2 separate regions of the Mus musculus genome follow, and region 1 is linked to region 2. Evidence: chromatin contacts called from public Micro-C data. All regions are on one chromosome and are shown on one strand. Each heading gives the region's core, a stretch centred on a gene start, on an enhancer-like site or on the middle of the called end of the contact. The rest is flanking DNA. Distances are from core to core; before and after follow the strand shown. Region 1 has its middle 20 kb from the start of Gm40241. Region 2 has its middle 55 kb from the start of Rragc.

Region 1 (2,844 bases), core at 127-2,626, 100 kb after region 2:
GTGCCTCTGAAGGCTTCTTCTGGTTGCTATGGTTGGACAAATACTCCCCGACTTAGGGTTTTACTGCTGGGAACAGACACCACGGCCAAGGCAAGTCTTATAAAGGACAACATATATCTGAAGCTGGCTTACAGGTTCAGAGGTTCAGTCCATTATCATCAAGGTGGGAGCATGGCAGCATCTAGGTAGGCACAGGGCAGACAACGCTGAGAGTTTTACATCTTCATCTGAAGGTGGCTAGTAAAAGACTGACTTGGAGGCAGCTAGGACAAGGATCTTAAAGCCCACGCCCACAGTGACACATCTCCAAATAGTACCACTCCCTGGGCCAAGCATATTCAAACCATGACACCCCCACCCAAAACAAAATGCATTGATGACTTGGTTGCCACAGTGGCCTTATCAGGAGTGAATAAAGTCTTTAAGTGCTGGGGCCTGGTGGGAGACCCTTACATCCCCGGGGCTTACCCTGAAGGCAGCTAGAGGACCTGGCCTGTGCACTTGGTATTTGCTTTATGGCTCACGTTGTTCTTTTGCTCTACCACAGACTCCAGCCAGATTTGCTGCCCTTGCAAGAGGTTCGAGGCTGCAGGAAGCTCCAGAAAGTTGTCTCTCCTGCCCTCTTTCCCCACTCCCCTCCTCTCCTTCTCTTCCCCTCTTGTCCCTTCCTTCCTTCCTTCCTCTCCCTCCCTCTCCCTCCCTCCCTCTCTGCTCTTTGATTGTGGAGTAAGAGACAGACTGTCACAAGGGAACAAGGGCACCCTGTCACATTTGTACCACACTTGAAACTGACTGAAGAGACTGCTCTACACCCTTTCCTGCTTCCCTCTCTTCTCCTTCCTAGAAGAGCCTTAGGGCTCCCAGTGTTACAGAGTGCAGTCCCCCACCTTGTGTGGGACCCCTTTTCTTGGCTGACACCCAGGCAGAGCATGGCTTCATCACAGAGCATCAGCTGCTTTGGTTCCATTTCATCAACCTTGGGAGCCAAACCATAGTTTTCTTCTAACTGCAAAGCTATAACCCCTGTCTGGTGTCCAGTCATCTAGTCCCTCCTTCTCCACCCCTTTTCTGCAACCCACTCTGACCCTAGACTCTTAACTCTCTACTCCTTTGATAGGAAGGAGTAGAGAGCGTGCTGGAAGAACCACTGTCCAATTAGCCATGGAGAGAATGGGTCTCCCCTAAGCCCAGGAACAGAGTATATCTGTGGTGGGCAACTTAAGGGCAAAGGGTAACTGAAAGAGTCCAGGAAAATATGCAAAACCATGCATTAAATAGGCAAAGGCTCAGCTTCCCTTAGCTCTGAAGTTCAAGCAGAGAAATGTGGGGATTGATATGCTAAAAGGATGCAAAGGGAGAAACTCCTCCTGCAGATCCCTGGGTCAGAGACATTCCCCCAGATGAAGAAAAGGAAGGGAAACCATTTTAACTGGTGTTTCTCAGAGGTAGAGACTGCCTTGACCTTGACATTGGTGTTTGAGAGAAAGAAGGCAGGGCTGGGAGTTGTCTCACACTGCATAGAGATTTGGAAGCAGAGCTGGGCCTGAGACCCCGGTATGCTGGGTCCTGCTTGGGCTTCTCCTTTGCTTAGCAGGGTTTGGGGAACAAGCTAATCCCAGGATAAGGATTCTAAAATTGTATGGCTAGTGTTAATTGTGAACTTGAAAGAATTTAGCATCACATGGGAAATGGGCCTCTAGGCCTGCTCATGGTTCTCTTGATTACGTTAATCACTGTGAAAAGAAGACCCATCAGAACAGTGGGCAGAACCATTCCCTAGGCAGAGAATCCTGGGCTGTATAAATGGAGAGGTGGTACTGAGCACTAGCATGTATGCATTCATTCTTTTGCTTCCTGATTGCAGATGCCATGTGACCAGCTGCTCCCGGTACCTTGCCTTCCCTGCCACAGTGGAATGTGTGATAGGATAAGCCATTTCTCCCTTAGTTGCTTCTGTCAGAATATTTTATCATACCAACATGGAAAGTAACTAAGACAGCACCCCACCCCAACTTAGCCGTCATCTACTCTCTTGATGAAATTCCCTCTCTTCGACTCTATGATTGATCTCATGGCAAGGCTCTACTCCTGGTATCTAAAAGCTTAGGCCTCCACACCAACAGGGCTCCGTATGCTAAGCGTCCTAATGTGGCTGCTGCTATGTTATGCTGTGCTGGTATCTGGGTGGCTGGTCCCTCGTGTTGCGGAGAGAATGTTTAGCCTTATTCTCTCCGGCCCAGCTGGCGTGGTTGGTCATCCCATGCTTCTCCAGCCTTCACTTGCTGCAGAATTTAGGGTCAGAAATCTCTCCATGCATCAGTAGGGAGACGTCATTCTGTATGTCTTTCTTCCATCTGCAACTCTAGCTGTCTTTTATTTATTTCAGTTTATTTTTCATTGTTTGTGTTGATGTGTGTTGTGAGGTCAGAGGTCAATCTCTTTCTTTCTTCCTTCCTTTCTTTCTTTTTTAAAATTTAATTAATTAATTAATTAATTTATTTATTTATTTTGTCTTTTCGAGACAGGGTTTCTCTGTGTAGCCCTGGTTGTCCTGGAACTCACTTTGTAGACCAGGCTGGCCTCAAACTCAGAAAGCTGCCAACCTCTGCCTCCCGAGTGCTGGGATTAACACAGGAAGTGATCCGCCTCAGGTCACCAGCTATTGCTGGAGTTGTGTTGTGGGCTTAATGTTCCTGCCTGGCCACCCATCCCTATGTGGAATGCTAACTAATCGCAAATAGGATGATGTTAAGGAGGTGGCAACTTTGAAGAGTAATTAAATTTAGATGCCATAGTGAAGATGGTGCCCATGTAGCAGAGTTAGTGATTTTGCCTTATAAAAAA
Region 2 (2,890 bases), core at 297-2,796:
TTCCATGTTTTCTTTTTGTAAGTTTCCTTGGTGATAGTGTTTTATCACAGCAATAAAAAAGTAATTAAGACGTTGGGGTTTCCTTTTCAGTGTTTTGTAGTGAAATGGTTTTTAATTTTTATTTTTGTCTTGTTTAAAGCAGGTCTCATGTTTTCTAAGCTATTTTAAAAAGACCTTTTCTTAAAAATTAATGTAAATATGTGTGCCTGTGCATGTGGGTGCAGTGCCCATCTATGCCAGAAGAGGGCGCAAGGTCCTGTGGAGTTGGAGTTCCAGGAGGATATGAGCTATTGAGGTGGATTCTGGGAAGAGAACTAAAATCCTCCGAAAGAACAGCACAGGCTCTTACCTGCTGAGCCATTTCTCCAGACCATCTTCCAAGGCTTTTGGCTTTGATTTGTCTATCCCTCTTTTTCTTCCTCCTCTTCCATTAGGGCTATGGTCCGTTTTGAGGTTTTTGATTTTTTTCCTCATGGTGCTGGGAGCCTTGAGCATGCTAGACAAATGACTACTCTCCCACTTGGTGGCTCCCAGGTTCTTGGGTTAATTCCACGTGAAATGGTGTACAGAGGAGATTTTGGACGTCTCACCATTTGCTGAGATTAGCCCCACGGGATTCTCTTGGCACTGTTGCCAATCAGCTGGTGGTCAGTACAATGGCTTATATTTCTGGAGTCTTGGAACAGTCTTCATCTGTGTGCCTGTCCTGGCTCACCACGCCCTTGAGCACTATAGCCTGATTTGTCCCCCTCCTCACCATGCCCCTTCCCAGGTAACGAGTTAATGGCATGAGCAGGACAACCTGCCTGTCAGAGTTGGTGAGGAGCGCGGATGGTGGATAGAAACTGCCACTCGCTTTGATATCGAGGCAGCAGACAGAACATGCTGGACTCTCTGGGCAACTTAGCTGTTTCGGTAAAGGCCACTCTTTTTCTGGCCTCTCTGTTGGAACTGTCCAGAAACTTTCCTAGAGCCAAGGGCTCTCTTGGGCCTACCTTAGGGGGTCACCATAGCTGCTCTCTGTTGCTCCCTCCTCCGGAGTATCTTCTGGAATGTCAAGACACCCCCCCCGACCCCCGCTAAGTCCAAGACCCTTGTGTGTCCTATTTCCTTGGACATATGAATCCCTGGGGGGGGGGGGGGGAGGAAGAGTAAGGTAAGTAGCTGGACACTAGGGAGTTGAATCCTGTGTGACATGTAGTCTTAGCCTCAACTGTGAAACTGTGAAAGCTGTGGACCAAGGCCTGTTGGGTGGGGAAGTGGGGTCTGGTCTGGTGCCGTAAGGCACCGAGTGCTTCCCTCCCAGATGGCCATGGGCAGGTGGCCATGGGCAGGTCCAGGGGGTAACTTTTTGTCCCTTCTCATCTCTCCAAGTCCGAAGCAGCACGGGCTGGGCAGGAGGAGGCTGGGGACCTCAGGGTCCCAGGGGTGCAGCGGCCTAGTCTGCAGCCCTGTGCTTTGGTGGCCTGGTGGCTCAGGGTGCGGCCAGGGCGGCGCCAGGTTTCTCTGGCTGGAAAATGAGCACAAAAGAACCAATACAGAGGGCTTGCACAATGCTAATGCGACACAGCTCCGGCCACTGTCACGGCGCGGTGCCTCATCATCACTGCCTGGGCCCCGGCCGTGAGCAGCGGGGCGCATGGCGGCTGATGGCGGAGCTGATAGCGCGGGGCTCAGCGGGCTCCTTGCCGCCCCGGAGCCCCAATTCCCATTACAGTTGGAGGGGGCTGGGCGGGGGGAGGGGATGTACTTCTCTGTTAGATTGAAAAAGTGATCGATGCTAGACTAAAAAGTTCACATGGTGCGGTGGCGCACAGAGGGATGAACCAACTGCTTTTTTTCCAGCCCCACCTCCTTCCGAAACCCCAGAGCTAACCCTGCACTCAGACTGGCATGCGACCTTGCATATATCTGAATGCGCATAACGATTTTTTTCCCTCAATCTCTCCTTTCCCAATTGCACTCCTGGTATACAGGCTGGTCTCTCATTTGCTTCGTTTTCATGGAGGAATGTGCCTGGAGCACTTTCTATATGAGCAGGCACAGCCCTGTCTAATTCTTTCCAAATGCCACATAATATTCCACAATACCACGGCGAAATAATTAATTTAACTTCTCTCCAACGACTACTAATTAAATGTTTGCTACACACATGCCCTTTAACTAAGCACCTTACTTGTATTGTCTCATTCAACCCCCAGGAGAGGCTCTAGAAGGCAAGCGGAACAATTTCTTTCTAGAGCAGTGAAGAAACAGGAGCGCATGACTGTGTTTGAGTTAACACAGCTGGCAACCAGGAAAGTCAAGATTCATCTCCCCTGCCCCCTCCCCTGCTCCGGTCCTGCAAAATGTGCCACTCAGGTCTTTGATAGTAAGTTATTTCCATGTCTAGGCAAACTCCTTATTCCCCATGCAAGCTCGCCTGTCTTTTGTGTCCGTGGGATTCTGCAGGTCTCATGCAGGTGGTTCTAACCCAATGATTTTGATCTAAGATTTAGAGAACAGAAACCATCACTATACAAGGTAAGTGATAGTGGGCCCGATTGGACAGGGATGTTCCGTTTCCTCCGCAAATTTACTCCTGCATCTTTCAAGGCATTTTGTATGTGTTCCATGCCACTTTGAATGCGTATACTTTGGGTTTAAAGGCAGGCCTCCAAGGGTTGGAGTTCTGTATGATTCTGTAGCACGCACGAGTGCTCAGAAACTGGCCTCGATGCTGTCCTGCTTTCACCAATTAATAATATATGTGGAGACCGTTCTCTACTGGCATATGTGTGTGCATCACATAATTATATGTATATATGCAATCCTTTTTCTTGTTGTCTTTTAGAGTCAATTCTATATATATATTTTTTATTAAGACATTTAAAAGTTCCAAAGTAAAAAT

What was found. A called contact is a pair of places that touch in the nucleus more often than the background predicts.
Region 1: a Micro-C map of embryonic stem cells shows a contact between it and region 2, with 2.0 times the contacts expected there. The contact joins two enhancer-like sites. A contact is called at or near these places in 5 of 484 Hi-C or Micro-C datasets (the G1E-ER4 cell line, the HPC-7 cell line, embryonic stem cells and 1 more), 2 of 115 datasets of contacts at active chromatin or transcription factors (both in embryonic stem cells) and 1 of 9 other capture datasets (embryonic stem cells).

What each region holds. Positions count from the first base shown.
Region 1 is chr4:124,072,430-124,075,273 of GRCm38.p6, forward strand. No RefSeq gene overlaps it. Among named protein-coding and RNA genes, the nearest start is that of Gm40241, 20 kb to the left of the region's middle. Within about 2 kb of position 1,377, at least 4 of the 459 cell types and tissues checked have an H3K27ac peak or open chromatin away from gene starts, as enhancers often do. A contact at or near this core is called in embryonic stem cells, where this site is marked.
Region 2 is chr4:123,971,010-123,973,899 of GRCm38.p6, forward strand. No RefSeq gene overlaps it. Among named protein-coding and RNA genes, the nearest start is that of Rragc, 55 kb to the left of the region's middle. Within about 2 kb of position 1,547, at least 23 of the 459 cell types and tissues checked have an H3K27ac peak or open chromatin away from gene starts, as enhancers often do. A contact at or near this core is called in embryonic stem cells, where this site is marked.